Linked DNA regions of Mus musculus: region 2 is linked to region 1. The links are chromatin contacts, called in public HiChIP or PLAC-seq maps. All regions are on one chromosome and are shown on one strand. The core of a region is the stretch at or near the end of the contact, and the rest is flanking DNA. Distances in the headings are between cores, read along the strand shown. Region 1 holds the start of Abat (4-aminobutyrate aminotransferase). Region 2 overlaps Abat (4-aminobutyrate aminotransferase).

Region 1 (6,896 bases), core at 1,709-4,208:
CCTGATGCTCACCCCTTACCTGATGCCCACCCCTGGCCTGATGCCCACCCCTTACCCGATGCCCACCCCTATGGATGCCCACCCTCCAGGCTAGAAAGAAGGAGCTGAGGCTCAGAGAAGTCAATGACTGTGCATGTTGCTCCAGGCAGAAGTAGTCAATAGATGGCTGGCCCTAGGTTCCAACTGGGTTTAAGGTCTGTTGCACACACTGCTCTGTTTCCTTGAAATGCCCACTTCTCCCATGGCCCGGGTTTGTCTGTTGCCTTTGTCCTGTCTGCAGCAGAGATTCCTGGGTGCATCCAGAGGCACGGCTGACACACTACCCATTCCAGCTGTCTCTTCTTTGAGAGGATGGTTCCCAGACAGGGTTTCTTTGTGTAGCTCTGACTGTCCTGGAACTTGTTCTGTAGACCTGGCTGGCCTCGCCTCACCTGGGATTGGTTGTGTGCCACCACCGCCTGGCTTGATTTGCCTTTGTAGTTGAAATGGTGAGCACTGTTTGTACTTATGAGATGTGCTATATACTTTGAGGATCAACTTATTTTACTCTGAGGATAACTAACAGAGAGGAGGACTTCCCCAAAGGTCAGGGGATATAGCTCCGCTGGTAAAGTGCCCGCCTAGCATGGAGCAAGCCCTTTGCCCTGGCCTCAGCCCTGCATGGAAGCTGGCTGTGATGATGTGGTAAACTCACACAGTCCCAGCATTCAGGGGGTGAAAGCAGAAGGATCAGAAGTTCAAGGTCATCTTCCATTATGCAGGGAGATGGAGGCTAGCCTGTCCTATATGAGACTGCCTTTAAAAAGAAAAGAAAAGAACAGGAAGGAAAGGAAAAGGAAAGAGAAAAGGAAATCTTCCCAAGATCACACACCAAGAAGCAGATGGAAACCACTACCCTACGTTTTCACCTTGAACTCAGCTCTTGTATGACAGCTACACGCCAGCTGATAGCTGAACAGAGGAAGGGGCAGGGAGAGTTGGTACCCCAGCTCTCCCATCTGTGAGGGTCTGGTCACTACTGCTTGGTGATCACTAAATGGTCCCAGAAAATCACCCGTGTGCCAGGAAAGGGCGCTGGATCTAAGCAGGGTCAAGCCATTGCTGTAGAGAATGGGAGCCAGGGAGAATGAGCAGAGCAGGGACAAGCCATTGCTGTAGAGAATGGGAGCCAGGGAGAATGAGCAGAGGCAGCAGGAAGGAAAGGGGTGCACCTTCCTCAGCACCTCTTCCTGGAGCAAACCCAGTCACGCAGCCGCGGTCCTCACAGTAGCCTTGGCTCTAGCTTATTGTAACTGATAACATCCATTCTACTGGGTTGATCTGGATTTTGGCAAGCTTTTCACTGCAGAAGGTGCAAAACAGAAACCCTTAAGCCCCCAGGAATGGATCCCACCAGAGTCTGTGGAGTGTTCACAGACCTTCTACAAATTCTGCTCCTTCTGCGTTGCCTTTCTCAGTGTGGCTGCGTCCTGTGATGAGTGGACATGGTGCCCAGATGTGCCCACTGTACATGTGAAGACTGGAGCTAGTGTTGGGGAGCCCCAGTGACCCTATAGGAGCTACGCTGGTTTTGTCAGTGACTGGCTGGGTGACCTTGAGCCATTCCTTTCTCTCTGAGCCAGTGCCTCAGTTGGTTCAGGTACCAAATGAACGGTCAGTCTTAATGTAGATGCTCTTTTACATCGTAGGATTGCAGGCAGGGTTAATTGTCCCTCCCAGAGCTGTCCTTTGGCCTCCAGGAAACATCTCTCTCCCCAACCCACATCCCAGATCCAGAGAACAGGCCAAGATTCAATTTTTTCCTGTCTCCTGACCTGCCCCCACCAGACCTTCTCAGGCTAGTGTGAGGGAGGCACACAGCTAAGCCAACAGTGTCCCTAGACCAGTGGACAAGCCCAGCAGCAGCCTTCTCTTGGCCTAATGCCCAGGGAATTCCATCAGGCAATATCCACGGGACTTGATGGGGGCAGCCCCAAGAAACGAACAGGGGACCCTTGGAAGTGGGCCAACAGCTCTTCTCTATGTTGATAGCCCTTTGTCCAGGCGGAGAGAGACCTGCGTCTGTAGGGTAACACTGAATAACAGACTTTTACATTTGTGTTGGAGGTGGGGGTGGAAGGGGGTGCCTGCTGGTCCTGCAGTGCCAAGGCCATCTGTGCTCTTAGAGTTTGGAGGCTCTAGGCCTGGGAAGTGGAGGCCCCTAAAAGCCTTGTTTAGGGGGTTATGGCTTCTCCTATAGGTGGGAAGAGACTTCATAGGAATAGAAGAGAAGTCATTTGTCCCCAGAATCCAGCACCTAGTTTCTGGAATGGGCATGCAGGTGATTTGGCCTGGGATGTCCTTGTTGAAAGGAGGGTCTTACTCTCCAGGACTTTCACAGTTGGGGAGGGATAGGACCCTTCTGTCGAGCTGTGTCCTCAACATTCCAAGGAGACAGAGAGAGAGAGAGAGAGAGAGAGAGAGAGAAGCAAGAGAACCTAACTTAGATTTTTAGGAAAGGGAGGAGATGAGAAAGGGTCTAGATATTAGCGGAGGCAGGACTCCACTTGGGGGGGGGGGGGGGACTCTATTCCAAGGACTAAACGAGGGAGGGATTTCCCCCTCCAGCCAGTGGGCAGGACGGACGGCCCCATTTCTGAAGGTTACACGAAGCTGTTTTGCTTTCTGGGGCCTGGGAGGTGGGAGACCCTTTCCTTTCGGAGCAGGATCCCGCGTACTGGTTGGATGGAGGGCCCGGATTCTAGAGGAAGATGTCCTTCTCTGGCTTCCTTCAGAAGGGCGAGCCACGCGCGTACAGACGCGTCGCACTTACCTCCAGGCCCGGGCTGCGATCTACAGGCTGCGATCCGCGGGCCGGACTTGCGCGATCACCTTCCGATGCTCCTGGCTGCGCCTGGCGTCTGCTCCGCTTCCCCCAGCGACTCACCAGGCTCCCAAGCTTCGCCGAGCCACCCTGGCCAATCAGCACCACTGCCTCTAGCCCTTGCTTGCGCCTCAGCCAATGAGAGCACCCGCCATGGGCCACCGCCCCCGGGGGGAGGGGGAAGGCGGGGCGGGGGCAGAGTCCGACCTCCGTGGATAGGATGCGCCCGGGGGTCTCCGAGGAGGGCCGCGAGGGCCGGAGCAAGGGACTTGGGGAGAGGCAGCCGAAGGATCCCTAGCAAATCTGATGGGGGCTAGGAGTCCTCTCCTTACAGGAGGGAGGGACTTTGCAGGCTAAGGCGAATCTTCAATGTACTCCCACCCCACATCACTGTTTTAAGATCCTGGGAATTGCTGATGAATGGAGCTGAACCCCAACCCCGACCTCTGTGCTTCGGATCTGGTCTCTGGAACCTGAGAATCCGGGGCCCTGAAACAGAACTAAAGCACCTGTCGGCACTGGCCCTCCATGCCACCTTCTGGTGCATCAGTGGTGCACAGCAGGTCAATAAGAGTGCTAAACTGAGAGTCAGGTCAGGACTCAGGACAGGTCTCTTTCCCAACCCTTCCTCCATTTCCTTAATGGTAAAGGAAGGCAGAATTGGTTCTATCTCTTTTATGAGTAGAAACAAGATCTTAGATGTAATAGAGATGTGTTCAGAAAATTGAAGATGCACTGGAAACCAGTTAAAACGAATATGTGAGTGACCAAGTCCCACACCTTTTCTTTCATTAAAAATAAAATTTATTTCAATCACGTGTCTATCTGTCTATGTATATGTGTATGGATGCTGGAGGAGGCTATTGGAATCCTGGGACTGCCTGGAGCTGTGGATACAGGTGGTTGTGAGCTGGCAGAATGCGGTGTTGGGAATAGAACTCAGGGCCCCTGCAAGAGCAGTGTGTGGCCCTAGTTGCTCAGCCATCTCCTCCCCCTTTCTCCTTTTGTCTTTCTTATTTCACTTATTTATTTGTTTATTTGTTAGACAGGGTCTCTCTTCATAGCCCTGTCTATCCTGAAACCTGCAATATAGACCACCCCAGCCTCCAGGTCACAGAGATCTGGCTGCCTCTGCCTCCAGAGTGCTGAGGTTAAAGGCACCACCATGCCTGGCTCCTTTTTCATTTTTTATTTTTATTTATTTGTTTATTTTTAAAGGGAGGGAGGATTTATTTTAGTTTGATGGGATGCAGTGTGTGTTGCTCACTTGCTTGCTTATATTTAATGGTCTTATAACTTTCCAACGTTATTTGGACACAAGGTGTTATCACTCATTGATAAAATCAAAGTTGCAAACATTTAACCACCTCTAGGATTTTCCCAGGCAACTGTGTCATGATCTGGCCAACTTTTACAGAGCCTGGAGGTCCCTGTTGAGTCCAGGAATCCAAGCAGCCTCATATATAGTTATTATGGATTGTAAACCTAGAAATAAAGGGATCAAGATAGGCCAGAAATAAGCAAACAAATGAAACAACTCCAAGTAAGCAATCCACTGCGATCCCTAACTGAACCCCAAAGAGACAATGACTAGACTAAGGAGCAGGTGAGAGCCTAGATCCTCGGTCCCTTGGGAACCCAGAAGGTCCTGCCAGTTGCTATCCAAGTTATCCCTATCACCTGACCCAAGGAATTTTCTGGAGGCTGTGTTGTAAATCTAGCACTTTCTTCTTAAAACCTAAGCCTGCTGATAATCCATTTATTGCTTGCCCAAAGAGAGCAAATGGACAATGAATACTTTGTAAAGAAAAGCAAGTTAAAGCAAAAGGATGGGAACGCCTGTTTTTCAGACCCCCAAGATGGCTCTGGCCTTATCGCTTTCTGTGGGCTTTCCAGGAACTGTGCAGTTTTGTGTACTGCTGCCTCAGTCTCATCTCAGCCATTCTTGAGAGAAATTGGATATTTCCACCTTAAAAAACTTACAGGTGTGGTGGCACACACTTTTAATCCCAGCACTGGAGAGGTAGAGGCAGAGTTGGAGACAGAATGTTCTGCATAGTGAGTTCCAGGTAACAGGACCTTGTCGATAGATCGATTGATCAATAGATAGATAGGTAGATAGGTAGATAGATACAATCTTATAGTGCATACCTATAATCTCAATATTCATGAAGTAGAAGCAGAAAGATCAGGAGTTCAAGGTCATCCTTGACACAATCACAGCTCTCAGGAGCCTGAGGTAGGAGGATTGCCAAGAGTCTGAGGCTAGCCTGAGCTATTTATCAAATTCTAGGTCAGCATGGCTACAATGTGGGATTGAGACTCCGTCTCAAGCATCACCCCTGTTGCTCACTAAAACCAGACAAACAAACAAAATGAGTAGCTGTCATATTAGACAGAAATGATACAAGAAGCTAGCTAGAGAGGAAGGATAGGTAAATAATCTCATTGGTAGAAATAGATACCTCTGCATATTAAAACTATGAATTATTCTAATTTTATTTTGTTTTTAAGGTTGCTATTTATTATTGTTAGCCATATAACCCAACCTGGCCTTAAACTTCTGGCAATCTTTTTGTTGTTATTTTGAGGCAGGGTCTCTCTATTTAGCTCTGGCTGTCCTAGAATTCACTCTGTAGACCAAGTTGGTCTTGAACTCAAAGATCCGCTTGCATCTGCCTCCGAAATCCTAGGTTTAAAGGCATGTGCCCCCATATCTGGTTAATTTTTGCTGATTCAACTTCTTGAGTGCTGAGATTGTGAGCATGTGCTATAAAGTCACATACACACACACACACACACACAATATGCACATGCATACACACATACATACATACCTTCCTCTGCTAAGAAAAAATAGTTAAAATTAAAAAAAACAACAACAACATCAAAGCAAATATCTAAGTGTAGCTTGGCAATCTAGCTCATGGGCCAAATGCATCAAGAGATACTCTCTCTCTGTGTGTGTGTGTGTGTGTGTGTGTGTGTGTGTGTGTGTTTTGAGACAGGATTTCTTTGTATTACAGTCCTGGCTATCCTGGACTCACTTTGTAGACCAGGCTGGCCTCGAATTCACAGAGATCCACTTGACTCTGCCTCCTGAGTGCTGGGATTAAAGGCATGTACCACTATTTTTGACTGAGATAGATATTTTCGACAGGTTCTTTTATGTTGCCCAAGTTGGTCCTGAACTCCTGATTCCTCTTGACTCAAATTGCTTAGTGCTGGGATTAAAGGCCCAGGACTCATCTTATTTATTTATTTATTTTGAATGAAATTGAACTAAATCTAGGCTTTCTATTTTAAATGGCTGGAGAAAAATCTGAAGAAAGCCCTGTGAGATCATTCAGGAATGGAATCGTCAGCGAGCATGACTAAGGCTTTCCTGGGAGAAGGCCACCCAGATTCATTTCTGTGTGGCCGATGGCACTGCTATGACAGAGCTGAGCGGCTGCAATGTGCTCTTGGTTGGAAAAGTTTGCTTCATCCCGAGCTAAGGCCTTTAATTATCTCTTCTGCCTTCTTCACTCAACCAGGTCTGGACAGCACTGTAGGGCCCTACCTCAGGGCTCCCTTGAGAGGGAAGCTGCTGCTTTCTCTCTGGCTAAGCAGGAGTAGGAAGGAGGTGTTTAGGGCCAGGTGCTTTGCAAGCTGATTCTCAAATAGCTTCACTCTGCCACCTGTGAAGAAAACTGTCAGCCTCTGGAGGCAGCCGTTTGCAGTTACTTCCCAGGTCCTGCAGGTCTCCTACTGCTGGGAGAGTGGTTGCCTTGGGAGTGCAGAGAGAACACTGAGTCCTTCTGGAGGACTTTTCTAAGTTCAGCAACTGTCCTCTAGGACAGAGGGCAGCTCTAGCTGTGGGGGTGGGGGTAGGGGATGAGGAGTAGGGGCGAGAGGGTAGGGATGGGGTACCACTGTGGGGATGCAGGTGAAGAGTGTGGAGAGTGTGAAGCTTAAAGGGAGCCTGGGTTCTGATCAGAGATAATGGCCCTCTCTCACTCAAAGAAGAAGAAACTGAGGCCCAGAGACCTGG
Region 2 (6,896 bases), core at 1,854-4,353, 50 kb before region 1:
GAGGTTTTATAACCTCATAGTGACCTCTGTAAGGACAGAGGAACAGTGTTCTAGAAATGAGCCAGGGTGGGCACCTAAGAAAAAACAAGGGCTGCAGAGAGAGGAGCCAGGATTTAAGCTGAGCTGGGTGACTCCAAACAAGTATTTTATAGCAGCAACAGAAATGAGACCAGAGCCACACCTTTGCATCAAGGCTGCACACACACTCTTTACTCTGATCCTGGAAGCCAAATGCACCTGTCCTTGTTTACTGGGAGGAGAAATGGTTTTGCTTTCCACACAAGACCACTCAGCAATAGACAGCGAGTTAGGGCAGAAGGGAGGCAGGTTAGGTGTAAATGTAATGACCTAATCACATCAATATTCTGTCCCATGCCCCACCCTGGAAGTCTACTTGTTGCAGGCTATGCCTGCAGGTCTTATTTGGAGGTATAGGCTTGGTTGCATTAGGTCACAAGGATAAACCTGTCACAGAAATGAGGTCAGTGCCCTCATCAAGATACCTCAGAGAAATCCCTCAACGCTCCCTCCATGTAAGGACACTGAGAAAAGTTGGTTATCCATGAATCAGAAAGTGGGCCTTCTAGAGACATCAGATCTATTGGTATCTCAGTCTAAACCTCGGAACGCCAGCCTCCAACACCATGAGGAATAACTTTCTGTTGTCTAAAAAGCATTCAAGTCAATGGCATTTTGTTATAGCAACTTGAAAGGGAATGTCTCTCTATACTAAGAGAATTTATCTCGATGACTTACAGTCTGTAGTCCAACTAACCCAACAATGGGCAGCTGTGAATGGGAAGTCAGAGAATCTAGTAGTTTCTCAGTCCCATGAGGCTAGTTGTTTCAGCTGGTCATCTATATAAGCTTGGAGGAGGAAGAGCTGAAGGAGGAGGCCTCAACAGATGTGCAGGCAAGTAAGTGCAAGCAGGCAGAGGAGGAAAAAGCCTTCCTTCTTCCACTGTCCTTACGTAGGCCTCCAGCAGAAGGTATGGCCCAGATTAAAAGTATATACCAGCATGCCTGGGCCTAAGCTGTTCTTTATGTGAAACTTGCTCTGCCCCAGGCTGGCCTTGAACTCAGAGATCTTCTGGCCTCTGTCTCTTGGGATAAAAAGGGCTGTATCACATTGCCTGGGCCTAAGCTTTTTTATGGCTACTATGCCTCAAGATCTGGATCAAAATCCTGTGTCTTCCAGGCTCAAGATCACAGGGTGCCCTCGATTTCTGGACAGTAGTTCATTCCAGTGTAGTCAACTTGACAACTGAGAAACTGGGAATAGCCATCGGAAAGGGCTGAGACAGTCTTCTTTCTTTCTTTCTTTCTTTCTTTCTTTCTTTCTTTCTTTCTTTCTTTCTCTCTCTCTCTCTCTCTCTCTCTCTCTCTCTCTCTCTCTCTCCCTCCCTCCCTCCCTCCCTCCCTCTCCTTCCTTCCTTCTTTCTTTCTTTCTTTCTTTCTTTCTTTCTTTCTTTCTTTTTTGAGACTGTTTCTTGCTATGTAGTTCTAGCTGGTCCAAAGTACATTAGGTATACCAAGCTGGCCTTTAGTCTACAGCAATCCTCCGCCTTCTGCTTCCAGAGTGCAAGAATTTCAAGAGTGTGCCATTGCACTAGCTCCTTTGGCAGTCCTTTGCCTGGCATGACATTTATAACTCCATAGGATCAAGCAATTCCAGGTAACAAAATATTTCATGGACCAGAAAGAAAGAAAGAGAGAGAGAGAGAGAGAGAGAGCCAGGTATGGTGGTGCACACTTTTAATCCTAGCACTTGGGAGGCAGCAGCAGGCAGATCTCTGTGGGTCCAAGGTCAGCTTTGTGTACATAGTTGGTTTTAGGCCAACCAGAGTTGCATGGTGATATCATGTCTCAAAGTAATGTGTGATTTCCCACCTTTCCCCTTTATTGTTCTCATTAACCCTTTAAAAATTTAGTTGTCTAGGTACAATGAAGGGGAGACCCAAGGTTGTAGTAAAGAAAATATCTCAAGTACTAATGTCTTGCCTTCCATAAAAGAACAATAAGGAAGCAGACTCATACTCCTCTGTGTGTGTGTGTATTCGGGGTTTTGAACTTAGGGCTTTAAATAAAGATCTATTAGTTCTCTCATTATTAAATTATGTGCATCTATGTGCATCTGTATGTAGGTATGGCCACATTAATGCAAGGCCTCCAGGAGCCAGAGGAGTTGGATCCCCCTGGAGCTACGGTTACAGACAGTTGTGAGCTGCCTGACACTGATGCTAGGAACCAAACTTGGATTCTCTGCAAGAGCAGGGTGTGCTCTTAATCACTAAGTCATGACTCCAGCCCCTGAACTCAAAGCTTTGTGAATACTAAGCACAGGGCCTACCACTGAGTCACACCCACAGTGTATTTGGAAGTCAGATAGTATAAAAACTCCTACTTTGCTCTTTATCTAAGTGTTCTCCCCCTCACCCCCAGTCTGTCTGTCTGTCTGTGTCTGTGTGTGCCTCTCTGTCTCTTTGTGCGGTGTGTGCATATAAGTTTCAGGTTTGTGTTTGCTTCTATTTCTGTAGAAACACTGTTTGAATCTTGTTAGGGATCGCATTTGGTCTATACACCGCTTCGGGTACTGCAGTCATTTTAACAAGATTGTTTTTCTCTAATTCACAAACATGGACTCTTCCCACGTGTGTGCCCTCTTCCATTTCTCTCATCAGTGCTTTTTAGTGTGCATCAGAGATCATCTAACTTTGAGCAAACTTATTCATAGGCATTTTATTTTGTTTTTGTAGCTACCATGAAAGGGACTGCTTTCGATACAGTGAAAATGGTTATATTAACAAAAAGGACCTACCGAGTCAACACAATCCCCTAATCTATTCCCATGATATTCCCACAGAACTAAAACCAAACAATCCTAGAATGTACAGCAAAGCACAAGAGACCCCAGATAGCAACACAATCCTGAGCACATAGGAAGTGGCTGGAGACATTACAATACTGGGTTTCAGCTACGATACAGAGATGCATAACTGTAACCTCCCCCAGCCTGAAGCAGGCTGAGCCAGACCTTGACCTTGCTGCCACTCAGGAGATTACCTAGGGTGAAGCCTTCCTCCCTCGATCACTCTGTTGTTCAGCCACTGCTGCTGTTCCCCTCCAAGTTACTGCTACCTGCTGGGAGGCCACTGAGCTATTCTGGAGACTACACCCTATCCTGCACATCATCACCTGCAGCTGGTTCCAAGCTCCAAGGATGAATTGGCGGGAATGCCCCACCCCCACCCCCACCCCTGTATAAGTGGATTTGCCATTAAACATTTGAGCCTTGATCAGGAACCTTGTCTTGGCTCCATTTTTCTCTCGACCACCTAGTTTCCCCTCTCTTTTCAGCCCCGGCTTGCCTCCCAGGTGTACCCCGTTTCATGTGAGCCACTGGTCGGCTTCCAACAGTTTGGCGTCCGAACGTGGGACCTAAGGAATGACAGAAAAATGCTGGAGGAACGCTGCTTGGTATGGAGCTCCACCGGGAAAAAAAGAATAGAATCGTATTGGAGCACAGTGAAGCAACAGGTAAAGTGTTGCTGGAGGTGCGGAAAGTACAGGCTAAGGTTGGAATCAGTGCTAACCGAACGCTGGATTCATTTAGGTCAGCAGTGAATTATCGGAACTAGGAACTGATCAGGCGGTTGTCCGTAGTTTTCAAAAAACTGCTTTAGGCGAGAGGAAAAAGGGTTTAAATTAAATAATCAGGCAGATGTCCGCAGACAGGAGCTGTATCAGGGGGCAGGAACAGGGTTTGTAATAATAAAATAATATAGAGGAAAATGGATTTTGAAACTCTCCCAGAGGCAGAGAGAAATTTCGGGGGACGCCCTGCCTTTTTCTCTCTAGCCCCTACAGCAGAAGTTCTCCGCCCTCTTTGTGTTGTCTAATGTCTGGTGCACCTCGTGTCAGTCCATGTGTGTTTTGTCTCATCGTCTGAATGACTGAATGTTCTGTGTTTCATGTTGGAAAATAAAGATGGCTAAAACTTTATCTGCTGGTTCAGCAAGAAAGTGGCACATGCTTTGGCTGAGAATCTAGCACAGCAGGAGGGCTCCTGCTGGAAAAAGTTTTTTGAGAAAAGGAGTTTGCAACCTCTTAGTTCAAGGCAAATAGGCTGGTAGTTGTTCCTTCCAAAGAAAATTCTCTGCAATTGTGATTATTGCGTTTAGCTAATGACAAGGTGCTTTTTGTCTTATAATTATAGCTAGAAAATTTGAAATTCTTTGATTGGCCTAAATTTATTAGACTCGTGTAGCTGCTTCATTTGGTTTTTTACTGGTCTTAGAGGTGTAATATGCTCTGCATGTCTTCATCACAAGAGTATTAGCTTATAAGTTATTGGGTATGATCAAAAAGGTGTAACACCGGTTACTAGAAAGTTAGCTTTAAATTGGTAACTCAGGTTTGGAGTCTTTCAAACACGTGGCATAATGCAGGCCAAAAAGCTAGGCCTCCTAAGGATACTTCTAGTTGAGATAATATTTAATGTGATTCTTATCCTAGAAAGTAGAATTAAAGATGAGATTTAAAGCAATGCCTCTTTAATGAAGCATTGAAACTTGCACTGTCATGCAGTCATAGGTATAAATTGGCAGCCAAATTTTCACAACGTGATAGTGAAGTTTTATGTTGATTCCAAGGTGATAAATTGTTTTGAAATTGGGTTTTGCTTTCCCAAGGTTGTAGTTATAGTCTAATATTGCAAAAGAAACTTAAAAATTCTGAAATCTGTCCTCATGGCAAGAGGAACTAAGCTCAGAAAAGCCTCTGTGCGGCTTGTGTGACTTTCTTTTGTCTTGCAAACGGTGCCTAAGGAAGCTCTCAAAACTTGCCTCTCCTTGCCTTCAGGGAAAATTCCTTTTGGCTAAAAGAGCACCTTTGCAGATCTACCCAGATGTTGTTCTAAATAAAGTTTAAATTCTAAGTTATAAAAGGTCAATCAGGCTGTAGAATTTATCAGGACATTGCGATTTGACTTGTCTACTTCAAGTAAAGTTATTATAGATTTAAGAGTTTGTTTTTTCCTTTGCATCTGGAAAATTGTAAAGAGCTTGCTTCTAGTGAGCTTGTAATCACTGGAAAATTTTGCCTCTAGGTATGGCTTATATAGCCTTACCTCATGTAAGAGAAATTCTTAGTGTCTCTGCTTCAATACAAGAATCTAAGAGTTTGAATCTTTCAGTGTATATTGTTTCGTAAGTGGAAAGTATTTTATTAGCTAATGCCTCTCAAGGGAAGTTTACTTTAAATCCTTGCTCTCATACAAGGAGCTTTTAAGTTCTGGGGAGTAGCTGTTGCTCCAGAAAAGATTCAGAGGCAATATCTTTTGAATACTTAGGGTTTTAGTTATACTATAATATTGTGGTATAGAAAATCTAGAATGAAAAATTGGTTTGCTTCAAAATTTTATTTTCAAAAGCTTCCAGGAGATGTTAATTGGCTAAGACCTCACCTTAAACTCACCACAGGAGAACTTAAGCTCTTGTTAAGGTGCTATTAAGTGAGATGCAAATTAACTGGCAAAGAACAAAAGGCTTTGCAGAAAATGAAGAAAGCTTTTATAATTGTTATCATTTATAATCAATGGTAACTAAATATTAGCTGTGCCCACAGCAATTCTTTGGCAAGAGAAAACATTATTGTAAAGTCATTTTTCTTCTCCTCCCGGCTGACCGTTGGCCCATGTGGAGCTGGTCGGCTGCTGGCTGCTGCGGGGCGGGGCCATGGGGTACGCAGCCTTCCCTGAGCGGTGGTGGCATGGGAGGCCGCCAGAAAGCGGGCACCCTTGTAGTGAACTCAGGGGAGGGCCACACTCGCCATTGCCCCCATGAGCCTCCACCTGTCCCCACCGGGATAGCTGTATTTTTCCCCGCTAGGACTCGGGGTGCTCTGCCACCCTCACTCGGGCTTCCTGGCCTACAACAGATTGGGCCGCCTCAGCCTCTTCAGCCTGGGAGAAGGGCTGGAGGCAAGCGAGGCAGAGATGGCGTTCACCTCAAAGCACAGTTTTAATATCCTATTAAGGCTGCTGTGGTGCTAATAAAGAATTGTAAGATATATTCGTATATTTTAGAAAACCTATAACAAAAATTGTGTCTTAAGAACCCGACTAAGTGTCTTTTCCTTATTCAAATAAGCAATTAATTTGATTATTACAGAATATCAATATTTGATCTATTGCATACCATCATTTTAAATAAAATTGACAATCATTATCCCAAAGATAAGTTAAAAAATTGTTTTTATGCATGCTTTTGTATCTTCTATAAATTCATGCATGCATGCATCCCAATTACTGTGTTTAAAAACAGCCCTTCTATGGGAGAAAAGTATATGTGAATTGGACCACACGCTTATTCTTTTGAGTTTTCTCCTGCTTCAACACAGATAATTAAATTGTGTGCTGTAGATGGTGTTTTAAAATGTTGAATAATCAAGCTTTAATTTGTATCTTTATTAATATATATCTCAGAGCTTACAATTGTTTAAAATTGTTCATCCCTCAGATGCTATTAATTCTCAAGCTTGTAATTGCTTATGCAACTCATAAGAAAAAATACTGTTCCTTTAAGAAGACTGTTTTTGGACAGTTAAGAATTTGTTCTGGGTTGCCTGGAAAAGACCTCCAGGATTTGCTTTTGTGTTATAGAGGTTGTACTGACTAGTTTTGTGTCAACTTGACACAGCTGGAGTTATCACAGAGAAAGGAGCTTCAGTTGAGGAAATGCCTCCATGAGATACAACTGTAAGGCATTTTCTCAATTAGTGATCAAGATGGGAGGTCCCCTTGTGAGTGATGCCATCTCTGGGCTGGTAGTCTTGGTTCTATAAAAGAGCAGGCTGAGCAAGCCAGGGGAAGCAAGCCAGTAAATAACATCCCTCCA

Evidence for each region. HiChIP or PLAC-seq counts read pairs in DNA pulled down with a chosen protein or histone mark.
Region 2: an H3K27ac HiChIP or PLAC-seq map of embryonic stem cells shows a contact between it and region 1, with 2.1 times the contacts expected there. The contact joins the enhancer-like site here to the promoter of Abat in region 1. A contact is called at or near these places in 3 of 39 promoter capture datasets (liver and stem cell-derived epiblast-like cells), 15 of 484 Hi-C or Micro-C datasets (CD4 T cells, the G1E-ER4 cell line, Sertoli cells and 5 more), 15 of 115 datasets of contacts at active chromatin or transcription factors (CD8 T cells, cardiomyocytes, embryonic basal ganglia and 9 more) and 4 of 9 other capture datasets (adipose tissue, embryonic stem cells, liver and 1 more).

The regions. Positions count from the first base shown.
Region 1 is chr16:8,509,491-8,516,386 of GRCm38.p6, reverse strand. Abat (4-aminobutyrate aminotransferase) reads right to left here and starts at 2,958. Exons shown (of 16, transcript NM_172961.3): 1 at 2,813-2,958.
Region 2 is chr16:8,559,213-8,566,108 of GRCm38.p6, reverse strand. All of the region lies in intron 1 of Abat (4-aminobutyrate aminotransferase), which reads right to left. Among named protein-coding and RNA genes, the nearest start is that of Abat, 49 kb to the right of the region's middle. Within about 2 kb of position 3,103, at least 12 of the 459 cell types and tissues checked have an H3K27ac peak or open chromatin away from gene starts, as enhancers often do. A contact at or near this core is called in embryonic stem cells, hepatocytes and stem cell-derived epiblast-like cells, where this site is marked.